4 separate regions of the Sus scrofa genome follow, and all the other regions are linked to region 3. A link is a contact called in public HiChIP or PLAC-seq data. All regions are on one chromosome and are shown on one strand. The core of a region is the stretch at or near the end of the contact, and the rest is flanking DNA. Distances in the headings are between cores, read along the strand shown. Region 1 holds the start of WRAP53 (telomerase Cajal body protein 1). Region 2 overlaps FXR2 (fragile X mental retardation syndrome-related protein 2). Region 3 holds the start of SLC2A4 (solute carrier family 2 (facilitated glucose transporter), member 4). Region 4 holds the start of SAT2 (spermidine/spermine N1-acetyltransferase family member 2).

The links. HiChIP or PLAC-seq counts read pairs in DNA pulled down with a chosen protein or histone mark.
Region 1: an H3K27ac HiChIP or PLAC-seq map of alveolar macrophages shows a contact between it and region 3, with 5 times the contacts expected there. The contact joins the promoter of WRAP53 here to the promoter of SLC2A4 in region 3. A contact is called at or near these places in 2 of 47 Hi-C or Micro-C datasets (heart right ventricle and liver) and 2 of 2 datasets of contacts at active chromatin or transcription factors (alveolar macrophages and skeletal muscle).
Region 2: a contact with region 3 is called in an H3K27ac HiChIP or PLAC-seq map of skeletal muscle. The contact joins the enhancer-like site here to the promoter of SLC2A4 in region 3. A contact is called at or near these places in 14 of 47 Hi-C or Micro-C datasets (alveolar macrophages, blood, embryonic fibroblasts and 9 more) and 2 of 2 datasets of contacts at active chromatin or transcription factors (alveolar macrophages and skeletal muscle).
Region 4: an H3K27ac HiChIP or PLAC-seq map of alveolar macrophages shows a contact between it and region 3. The contact joins the promoter of SAT2 here to the promoter of SLC2A4 in region 3. A contact is called at or near these places in 2 of 2 datasets of contacts at active chromatin or transcription factors (alveolar macrophages and skeletal muscle).

Annotation. Positions count from the first base shown.
Region 1 is chr12:52,953,300-52,956,043 of Sscrofa11.1, reverse strand. WRAP53 (telomerase Cajal body protein 1) reads right to left here and starts at 1,370. Exons shown (of 10, transcript XM_003131944.4): 1 at 631-1,370; 2 at 385-483; 3 at 167-278. The coding sequence starts at 1,034. It overlaps TP53 (tumor protein p53), which reads left to right and starts at 2,258. Exons shown (of 11, transcript NM_213824.3): 1 at 2,258-2,369.
Region 2 is chr12:52,893,767-52,896,616 of Sscrofa11.1, reverse strand. It overlaps FXR2 (fragile X mental retardation syndrome-related protein 2), which reads left to right. Exons shown (of 17, transcript XM_003131974.5): 2 at 1,086-1,138; 3 at 1,489-1,582; 4 at 2,001-2,072; 5 at 2,185-2,333; 6 at 2,596-2,689. The coding sequence starts at 2,058. Among named protein-coding and RNA genes, the nearest start is that of FXR2, 8.1 kb to the left of the region's middle. Within about 2 kb of position 1,521, at least 3 of the 83 cell types and tissues checked have an H3K27ac peak or open chromatin away from gene starts, as enhancers often do. A contact at or near this core is called in skeletal muscle, where this site is marked.
Region 3 is chr12:52,627,447-52,630,146 of Sscrofa11.1, reverse strand. It overlaps SLC2A4 (solute carrier family 2 (facilitated glucose transporter), member 4), which reads right to left and starts at 1,401. Exons shown (of 11, transcript NM_001128433.1): 1 at 1,358-1,401; 2 at 1-55. The coding sequence starts at 1,390. It also overlaps a transcript of CLDN7 not described here.
Region 4 is chr12:52,912,047-52,914,812 of Sscrofa11.1, reverse strand. SAT2 (spermidine/spermine N1-acetyltransferase family member 2) reads left to right here and starts at 1,499. Exons shown (of 6, transcript NM_001129962.2): 1 at 1,499-1,775; 2 at 1,945-1,996; 3 at 2,129-2,212; 4 at 2,310-2,411; 5 at 2,553-2,593; 6 at 2,727-2,766. The coding sequence starts at 1,710. It overlaps SHBG (sex hormone-binding globulin), which reads right to left and starts at 102. Exons shown (of 7, transcript XM_021066315.1): 1 at 78-102. The coding sequence starts at 102.

The DNA.
Region 1 (2,744 bases), core at 121-2,620, 330 kb before region 3:
CTTTAAATGACTTCGGAACTGACGGCCGAAAATGCTACCTGTGGAAACTCACGGTGAAAAAATACCCTGTTTGTGACAGGAAACATGTGGACTGTACTTTCTCCATCTACAGGCAGGACTTAAAAGTGCCCTGGCTGAGGAAGGGGCAGTTAGTCCCTACCCTTACCATTTCTGCGTATTCCAGCTGCTCCCCCTCACTGTACAGCTCTGGGGGCAGGTTATAAATCCGCAGGACGTTATCAGCACTATTGGTCAGGATGCAGGAACCATCAGGGGCCCTAGGAGTAGGAGAGAGAAGCCTGGATAGACCTGTATCTTGCGAGTGTTGGGCTTGAGCTGAGCAGACCTGTGGCAGAGGTGAGCCCCCTCCTCATCCTTACTTACCACTTACAGCCTTTCAAGAAGTTCTCAGGTTGGGTGCTGAACTCTGACCAGGAACCGCTAAGAAACCGGGGTAGCTGCGAGAAGCTGTAGTTCCAAGTGCTGGAAGGAAGATGGGGAAGACAAACCTGGGTCGCCAAAGCCAAGGAGAAATGGGCCTGGAGAAGTGGGGCTGAGGACTGGCGGATGAGATATATCTCACATTTCCAACCTCCTCAGATTCCTGAGCCAACTGCCATCAGCACTTACGTGTATCCCTCATCCTCTGGAGCGGGTTCCTCAGACACATCTTCCATGTCTTCTCCCGGCCCCAACTCTGGCTTGTTCGTTTCTTCTGCAGGAAGGCTCACTTTTTCAGAAAGTTCTTGCTCCTCGATTCGAGGGCTCAACTCACTAGGAGTATCAAACTCAGCTTCCAACGGAGTGGAGAGAGAAGCTGGGTCCCCTTCCCCCAGCTCCTGGGACACGGCCGAGCCAGCTCCAGGATCCGGGGATATCCGGGGCGCATCATCCCCATCGGGTGGCGGTGGCGTCTGTTCAGGGTTCGTATTTTTATCCATCGAGGAAGCCTGAGGAGAGAGACGGGCTGCAGCTGGGGCCTGGTCTGAAGGAAGGCAGTCCGGAGCTAACACTGGCGCCTCCGGGGTCTTCATACTGCAGAGGAAGCACGGCAAACATTGGCCGCGGCCAGGCAATCCTCTTCCCGCCGGCTACCAGCTGCCGGGCCTGCGGAACGGCAGAGACCGCCGTAAGTTCGCACGGATCCGGACGCAGAACTGGAGAAACCCAGCAGTGCCTTCTTTCTGCTCCCGGGATAGGACAGAAAACAGCCCCCCGCCCCCAGGCCTCGCGAGGCGAGGCGGGCGAACAGGAATGTTGGAGAGCTCGGCGATCCTTAGCCCTGTCGGTGGCTACGCGCCACCTGTTCTCGCGGGATTTGGGCCCACCATTCGATTGGACCTCCGCATCCCGGATCAGACTTCGCGGGCGACCCACAAGAGGGGCGGGGCAGGGACGTAACAGGTCACGGGTTACCGTTCCCCTCCAGTCCTGAATCTCCTAGTGCCTGCTGGGACTTGTAGTCCGAGAGCTTCTGAGTCAGGGAGATGTGTCTGAGCTCCTCGCGCTATCATTCTTCAAGCACCTACTCCCCTCCCCACCTGCAGAGGGCGCGAGCGCTATATTTGTTTTTACGGGGTTTGAACCTGTTTTGCATCTCAACTCCTCAGACCTCCGTCTCTTTTCATTCATTCAATAAATATTTATCATTGAGCTCTTCTTTGCTACCCAGTACTGTACTGGAAAAGACAAGAATGAATAAGATAGTAGGCAAGGTCTCTGCTCTCCTAACGCTTAGGTTGCTGTGTATTGAAGGCAAGGAACAAATTATTTCAAAACGTGATAGGGTCTAGGAAGGAAATTAAACAAGACAGTGTGATACAACGTAACTAGGAGAATACGTTAGCTTGGAACATTAAGGAAGGTCTTCCTAAAAATTGACATTTTAGCTAATGAGGAACTATCCAGCCATCTGGGAGAGCAGAGTTCCAGGCAAAAGGTGCAAAGGCTGTCTTTCTTTCACCTTCATGTCTGACTCGGGGACAAGTCTTTCAAAATGGTTTCCACCAATTCTGTTCTCACAGATCTGGGTTGTCGAATTTCTTCACCGCAAACTGTCAGTAGCTACAAAACCAACACAGCAGGAATCCTGACTCCCCTCACCCTCACCACCTCCGTCCGTCGCCACCGCCCGCAGGGTAATTGCTTGCCCTTACTTGTCATGGCGACTTTGTGCCAGGAGTCTCGCGATGGTTGCTGGGATTGGGATTTTCCCCTCCCATGTGCTCGGACTGGCGCTAAAAGTTTTGAGCTCCTCAAAAGTCCAGGGCCACCATCCTTGGCGCAGGTAGCTGCTGGTCTCCGGGGTCACCTGACGTCCCGTCTCGAGCGTGCATCCCAGGACAGTGACACGCTCTCCTGAGCTTCGGGTAAGCTCTTAACTGAGCCTGATGAATACTCTATGAGTCATGGGCTCTCGGGTCTGTGTATTTTCAGCTCAGAAGAAAGGAGGATGGAGGTGGAGCGAAAGATTTAGTGATTTGGGGGGGGGGGGGAAATGGAAGTTCTTCTAGCGGCATCAACAGAGGAATGCAATGTTGGGAGGCCTGAGTGTAGATGATAGGGATGTTAGGACCAACCGAACTAAAAAGCTGAACACCTGCGCCGGGTAGTGGGGCTTTGGGGAAAACTTGAGCCTGCCTAAGGGGTTCTTCCCCACCACCGCCACCACCCCATTTCAGTACCCGGTGTGGGGGAGCCCTTAATAAGACACACAAAGCATCAAGGTCCGAGGCTTTGGGATC
Region 2 (2,850 bases), core at 272-2,771, 270 kb before region 3:
TTTTGAAAAATAAAGAGAGACTGTAGCAAAATTGGGAATATAGGATTAAATGGATAGCTTTGGCTTCCTCAGTGAGTCATAGAAAATAGGTAGACCAGCTATTCAGTCATCCCTGTTCCTTCTCTTGTCATGATCTCAAGTTTGGTGTTGTTTCAGTTTCTTTTTATTTTTTTCCTTTTTTGGCTGCCTGAAGCACACAGAGTTCCTGGGCCAGGGATCAGATCCCAGCCACAGTTGCAGCCTTAGCTGCAAAGCCAGATCCTCGTGCTGGGCCGGTAATTGAACCTGTGTCCCAGGGCTCCAGAGACACTGCTGAGCTGATCCCGATGTGCTACAGTAGGAATTCCTTTCCAGTTTCTTAGCAGTGTCCAAGTCTCACATCTTTTTTTTTTTTTTTTTTTTTTTTTTTTTTTTTTTTAAACATAAAAGTGATTTTATTTGCAGGGGAGAGGGACTCTAGTCGAACATGCTAAACCCCATGTTATGGTCTGACTCCCTCACATCTTTTAAATTCTATTTTTTCCTGCCATAAATTGTGTTCATTTTGAACTTCTCCAGTGTTGCGATTATCTCCTTAGGACCCAGTCTTCTAGCCACCAAGTTTGCTGTGTTAGGGAGCTAGACCCTTTTCTCTTGGCAGATCCTGATGTCCTTTAGGTGTTCCAGGGCAGCCTCACACTGTCTCATGGGATATTCTTAGCTTTGCTGAATGTTGTTGGTATTTTAATTGAACTCTGGCAAGCTGCTCAGCACAGCAGGAGGCAGACAGATATGGAGGCCCCTGTGGGAGCCATAGGAGTCCACTAGTTTCCAGGCTGTTGTGATGTAGGTGATGTTTCTCCCTTCTACTTAATTTCTCTCTCAACTTACTGGATTTTGCCACATCTTTTTTCGTGGAATATTATTTCTTTTTTTGCAACTTCAACATTCACATTCCTTCCCCAATACAGCTTTTTTGTCCCTGCTTTTAGATTGCTTGTGTCCCAGTCTAAAATTCCAAAAGTGTCTGTTCCCTTCATAGCTGAGGTTGTGGTAAATTGTCATTTTCTTTTTCTTTTTTTTCATTGTTCTCAAATCCATTCTAGGGCTTTGTGAAGGATGTCCATGAAGACTCTGTCACCATCTTCTTTGAAAACAAGTAAGACCTTGGGAATAGAGAATCCAGTAGGTCCTAGAAGGAGAGTGGAGAAGCGGGGGCGGCTGAATCCCATGAGGCATGTAATAGGTGGGGGAGAGCCAAGGGTTTGGGTGGGCAACTTCTCTGGATCACAGGAGAGGAAAGGGCCGAAATGTGAGGATCGGGGGGCATTTGACTCAGTATTTAGGTTCTCGCAAGAGATGAGAGACACCATTATGGAGGAGGGCCTGGGGTTTAGCGCCTAATCACCAGGGAGGGTAGAAAATGCACAGTGGAGGAAGTAGCCTCTTCCTGAAGAAATGGACAAGTGCAGAGCCTGAATAGCTTTCGTATCACCGTTTCCCTTGCAGCTGGCAGAGTGAGAGACAGATTCCTTTTGGGGACGTCCGGCTACCACCGCCAGCTGACTATAATAAGGAGATTACAGAAGGGGATGAGGTGGAGGTAAGGACCATGGCGTCCTCCCTTGCTAAATGTCGCTTTTCCCAGGATTCTGCATCTCCCTTATCCTGATGCCGGTATCCTGGCCCCGCCACTGTGGCTCACTCTCCTTCCTTCCTAAGCTAAGCTGCTTCATTGAGCTGGGCAGCCTGTGGGAGAGTGAAATGCAGCAGTTCTCTGTCCGTCACTGTGTGATGCAGCCAAGCTCTCAGGGAGCTTCCCAGTTTCAGGGGATTCAGTTCTCTCTGTATAACAACAGCATCTAAAGTCCAGAGCCCTCTGATTTTAATTAGCAGCTCCTTCCTCTGGTTTCCTTTATCTTAGTTTAGGATGCCTCTCACGTGTCTTAATGTTTACTCCATTCTTGATGTTTTTGGATGGTCCTCAATTCTCTTTTATTTTGAACTTCTCTTCTCTTCAGGTTTATTCTCGAGCCAATGAGCAAGAACCTTGCGGCTGGTGGCTGGCCCGAGTGCGGATGATGAAGGGAGATGTGAGTGGTTGTGAAGGTCTTTGCAGAGCTACCAAACCCATTTTAGGGGAAGAAAGGTGGGAGATGGAGACTCAGGTCATCCATAGTTTCTTTCTCTTCTTCCTCCTGCCAGTTCTATGTCATTGAATATGCTGCCTGTGATGCCACTTACAATGAGATTGTCACCCTGGAACGGCTTCGGCCAGTTAATCCCAATCCCCTTGCAACCAAAGGCAGCTTCTTCAAGGTGACCATGGCTGTGCCTGAGGATCTGAGAGAGGCGTGAGTGTTGGGGATGTTGGGAGTGGGGGCCTCTTTATGGTCCTCATCGCTGCCCTTGTTTCTCCCAGGCGCTGCTTCCAGTTTCAGTGTTCTTTGTTGTTCCCGTGGCCCTCTAGAGCCCTTTTTGCTCCCAGTTCCCCTGCTTCCTCATCCCTGTTCTTTTACTCAAGTCCCTCTTATTTTTCTCAGTCCCCTCTTTCTCTCTCCCCTGAACCTTCAACTCTGCACTCTGCCCTCTGAGCACTGTCCTCTTTCCCTGCAGCTGCTCCAATGAAAATGTCCATAAAGAGTTCAAGAAAGCATTGGGAGCCAACTGTATCTTTCTCAACATCACAAATAGTGAGCTCTTCATTCTGGTGAGTTTATTCTGCCTGAATTTCACCTAAGCCCACTCCCCTTTTAATCCTTTGCAAGAAGGAAGAGCTAAAATGTGCTTATATTTATTTGGCAGAGAGGACTGTATAGCTCCAGACCCTTGTGGGCTCGGGTTAGCCTATGTTTCCTTAGTCTTTCTCAC
Region 3 (2,700 bases), core at 152-2,651:
AGAAGACGGCGAGGACAAGGGTCCCAGTGACTCGCTGCTGAGGGGGCTCCCCATCCTGGGCAGGTGGAAGCAGAGAGGGGACATGTCACGTGGAATTGTGGTTTCTTTCCTTCCCTCTGAGGCCTGGGCCCAGCAGGAGCCTTAAGGTGCTGGGTTCCATCCAGCTCGTTGGGTGAGGAAAGTGGACCTTATTAGGAATCCCTTGAAGATCTCAATGTAAACAAGAGCGGGAAGAACCTGCGGGCAGCTGGGCTTGGGGGGGGGGGACCGATGTTTGAGTCCAGCAGGCAGAGAAATGTTTGAGGACCTGGGTCTCACAATTCCTCTGTGACCTTGGGACAGCCTTGGTCTTACAAGACCTGAGTTCAGATTTTGTGTGACCTTGGGTAAGTCACTTCCCCTCTCTGAACTGTGGAGAACTGGGGAGATACGGATGATGTTGCCTGCTTTGTCTATGTGTCAGTGAAAGTGTGAAAATCAAAATTGAATGTTAATTGTGTCCCCAACTGTACTGGCTTTATAAAGTGACAAGTGCATTATCATCAGCAGCCTCTGTCCTCTTCCCTCCTCCCTGGGGGTTCTGGCAGCCGGCTCCTGGAAGCCCCCAACAGGTTCAAGAAGGGCAGTTCCTAAAAGGACATCGCGGTCATTCCTCCCAGCCTTGTGGCCGTCTCTGTCTCCGCCCCAGCCTCCCTTCCCCCTCTAAGCTGCGACAAAGGGCAGGGGGCCATGGCGGCTCTCGCCTGGGAGAGACTTGCCCAGGGGATGGGGGCGGGAAGGTGGTGTGAGGGGCGGTGGTGGTGGTGGTGGTGGTGGCTGATCGCTGGCGGCACAGACTGTCTCCAAAGGGAAACCTGAGCTGGAGGAGGGAGGGCCGACACTCCCCTCTACCCCTCCACCAACCGCGGGGCCGAGGGAAAGTTCAGCGTCCAGGAGGACTGCCAAGTGTGGGGGTGGGGGCCAACGGAGAAGCCTCTGGTCCTCGAAAAACTGCGGTCGAGCCGGGACAAACGGACAGCTCCTGGAGGGCAAGACCCGCCGGGGTCTGCTTGCTCAAGCTGGATTGAATGCAGGGTGTCCCCGATCCCCGCGCAGCGCGAGGAGGGGCGAACCCTGGGACGCGCGGAATGCAGCTGTAGTCCTTGCCCCGGAAAGTTCCCCCAGACCCACTCTGCCTCCACGAGGGACTGGAATTCGACAGTCACGGGTTGTCAAGCCCCGGGTATAAATAGCCAGTCCCCCACCCCACCCCCTGCACCTGCGCAAGGACCGCCCCCTCGCTGACCCCAACTGCGACCCCAGCCCGAGAAAAAGCGGGACCCGTGTCCCCATCCCGCCCCTGAATGTTAAGCCCTACTTCGGAGCCGATCTGTTGGAAGCCCGACGGCATCTTGTCTTAGGAGCTGGAGGCGCAGGAGCTGCCGGAGACCGGAGAGAGGCGACTGGGGGTCTGTGGCCCCAGCCTGGCGGGCAGAAGGACACAGGGGCGACGGGGGTCCCGAAGCGCAGTACGGAGGGCGGGCCGGGTCGGACCCACAGCCACAAGCCGAGGAGCCAGAGTGTAGCTCCCAGGGATCTGGTGGAGCCTGGCTTGGGGGGAAAAGACCCGAGGAGCAGCCCCCGCAGCCCCCAGGGCCACGCCTTTCACAGCACCCATTGGCCAGGAGCCCGCACACCCCAGAAGGCCACGCCCCTCCCTGAGCTCGGGCTGGGAATTTGGCACCAGCCGTCGGGTTGGCCGGCGAGGCCACGCCCCTTAGCGTGCCCGGCGAGACACGCCCCTCGGTTCCCGCCAGCTTTCCGCCGGGAAGTGTTTGAGAAAAGGGTCCTGGGAGACCTGGCGGCTCCGTCGCCTTAAGTGCGAAGACTCCGCCCACTTGCCAAGCTTGGGGGCCGGAGAAGCGACTTCAAAGCCCTGCGCGTTGGCTCGGAACCGCGGGGTCTGAGAGGAGATGGGCCAGGTACACTTGCCCGGTTGAGACCGCGGGCGGCCCGAGACAGCGCGAGGCGGCGCGCGGGGTGGGTGCGGGCCAATGGCCTAGAGTAACCCACGGCGGTTATTTTTAGCTCCTACGTTGGGAGACGCCAAATGTCAGGTCCCCGGTGTCCTGGCCTGTCCCGGGCGGGGTGGTGGTGGCAGGGAGATGGAGCCTTAAAGGGTCCGCGACACGCTCCCCACGCGGTGATGGCCCCGGGGACAGGAAATTCCGTTCCTAGCGGGTCGGGTGTCTGGACTTGGTGGTCCTCTTTCCGTACATCCCTGCTCCGGGCTCTGCCTATCTGGTCCTTCCCCTACACCCGTGGCCCACGTTGGTTACTGGAAGCGGCCCAAGGGACAGGTGGTCACACCAACCACGTCACCAGTCCTGAGGCCCCTGAGTTGCCAAGAATGTGCTAGCCGCGTGGACGACTTGGGACACGCTCCCTGGAGGCCGCTCTGGGTTTGAATCCCCAGCTAAATCCTGCCCAGGGAGGAGGGCACGACCTAGAGTTGGCATGTCCCGAGAGCAGCAGAACACTGGGTAGGGGAGCGCACGCGGCTGGGAAAACGGGCCTCGGAAGCGCGGTGCTGTAGTGCCATCTGGAGGGAGAGCGCGGATCCGCAGCGGATCGGGCCGAGGTGGTCTCCGAGCCACTCTCCCAGACCTTCTCCCACTCCAAGGTGCCCCTCAGGCCCATCCCAGACCTCCTTCTGGAGCT
Region 4 (2,766 bases), core at 250-2,749, 280 kb before region 3:
TTGAAGAGCTGGAAGACGACACCTACTTCCCCTCTCCCTCTAGAGCCTGACCTGGGTCCTCCAAGCCTTCCACCCACCTGCGGAGGCTGCCTTGACAACCATGAGCTCTAAAAGCAGTCCTGCCTGGCTCCCCAAGTAGCATCCTCCGTGAGGTCTACAGCTGAGACATGGAACCTCAAATACTAGCTGGGTGACTGTGGGCAAGTCACCCCACTGTCATGCTTCAGTGTCCTCCTCTGTGAAACGTGAAAAATAATACTTTATGGGGTTACTGTGAACGAGGATGAATGGGGATAATGCAGGCACAGCGCCTGGTATCTGCTCTGAGCTCCTTCCTCAATATTCTCACAAGCTCTGAGGTTTGCCTCATAGGGAGGTATTGTCTTTGTATCCACTGACTGATTCAGCAGATACTGAGAGACTCCCCCCCCCAAGCCCCCACCCCCCATTATCTTCCCTTATCAGTTTCCTACAAGGCCTAACCATTTACCACCAGAAATTCATCACCCTCTCCCTGATCCATTTTATTTTATTATTTTACCTTTTTTTTTTTTTGTCTTTTCTAGGGCCACTTCCGTGGCATATGTAGGTTCCCAGGCTAGGCGTCAAATCGGAGTTGTAGCCCCTGGCCTATGCCACAGCCACAGCAATGGGGGATCGGAGCTCCATCTGTGACCTACACCACAACTCATGGCAACGCTGGATCCTCAACCCACTGAGCGAGGCCAGGGATCAAACCCGCAACCTCATGGTTCCTAGACAGATTTGTTAACCACTGTGCCACGACGGGAACTCCTATTATTTTATTCTTAAAAAAAATTTGTTTGGGAGTTTCCGTTGTGGCTCAGTGGTTAACGAATCTGACTAGGAACCATGAGGTTGCGGGTTCGATCCCTGGCTTTGCTCAGTGGGTTAAGGATCAGCGTTGCTGTGAGCTGTGGTGTAGGTTGAAGACATGGCTCGGATCCTGCATTGCTGTGGCTGTGGTACAGACTGGCAACTACAGCTCTGATTTGACCCCTGACCTGGGAACCTCCATATGCCACGGGTGCGGCCCTAAAAAGCAAAATGAATAAGTAAATAAATAAAAATAAATTATAGTTTATTTTGCAATGTCCCTGGCCTATTTTAAAATACAAAGGCTCCTAAGAGAAGTAACACTTTGAGCCAGAAGGAGGTTTGGGGCTCGTCCCAGGTGGGTGGGCTGGAATGGGTGAGTTTGAGTAAATGGTACAGCAGATTCTGCACACTTCAGTTAAAGAAGGTGTCTTTTGAGCCGTGGGCTTTCTCTCTCCGGTGGAGCCTGGAACACCCAAAAAACCGCGAAGAAGCCTCGGCAGTCCAGCCTTGACCCCTGCCCAGAGGCGCGGTCACGAGACCTGGTCAAGGGGGCTGGGCTGGGGTGGGCGGGGACATGCCTTCTCTGCAAGCTGATTGGCTGATTGGTGCGCGCCTGCCCCTGCCGAATTTAGAGGCTACCAGGCAGTGAAGACCCCTCGCCTAGTCGCTGTCGCTCCCCCCGCAGTAGCCGGAATTGGACTTCGGCTTTCCAGCCCGCGGCTCCTTCACCGCCTCGCTTCCCACCCGTGCCCCCGGCTTCCCGGGATCCGAATTTGTAGGCCTCTTAAAGGGTCCCAGTTGCTCTTCGCCCGGTGCTCCAGAGCGGAAGTGGGGGTCCTGGACTTTGGTCCCAGACGTTGAGGATCGGAATGGCTTCCGTGCTCATCCGAGAGGCCAAGGAGGGAGACTGTGGAAATATCCTGAGGATGATTCGGGTGAAAGATGCGGGCCGGAAACCAGGGTCCCAGAGGGGGTCAGAGCGGCGCGGCGGGAGTGGGGCGGGAAGGAGAAGGTGGGAGCAGAGGGAGAAGGGCTCCCTGGGGTCCTGCTCGGGGAGCAGGGAGACCTCCTGCCTTAATCTTGTCTCTGCCCCCCACGCCATAGGAACTCGCCGAGTACGAGAAACTGTCCGACCAGGTGAAGATCAGTGAAGAAGGTAGAGGCCCAACACCTGGCTCCTGCTGGAGGCTGGGGAGGGAGTGAGGGATGAGTTCAGGCAGTAGCTCCAGGCTGGGCACACATCCAGGCCTTCTCTCTCTATCTCTTTGTCGCAACTCCCATCCTGCAGCCCTGAGAGCAGACGGCTTCGGAGAGAATCCTTTCTTTCACTGTTTGGTAGCAGAGATTCTTCCTGCCCCTGGGGAGCCACAGGGTAAGAACATCCCGACCTCAGAGGGGCCCCCTGCAGTCAGCCTCAGAGGTCGCTCCCCCAGGCGCCCAGTCACCTGCCCTTCTTTTTTCTCTCTCAGGGTCTTGCATGGTGGGCTATGGGCTGTACTACTTCATCTATAGCACATGGACCGGACGGAATATTTATCTGGAAGACATCTACGTGAAGCCAGAATATCGGGGTACTGGGCAAGACTGGGGTGGGAAGAAATCATCACCCCATAGACTGCCCCATCTTTTGCCCCTTAATCGTAGCCTGTGGTCTTTTCTGATCCCCTTCAGCTCAGACAATCCCTCTTTTTGCTTTTTTCTCCCTACATCAGGTCAGGGGATTGGTTCCAAAATAATCAAAAAAGTGGCTGAGGTGAGGAGAGGGGTGGGGCTACAAGCTGGGCCCTGGCAAAGCCAAGCCAGATGGGAGGCACCTGGGTTGAATGGCAGGTGAGAAGGCCTTTTCCTTTTTGACCCCCGGAAAGTGAGCGATTCTTCTCCCATAGGTGGCCCTGGATAAGGGCTGCTCCCAGTTCCGCCTGGCAG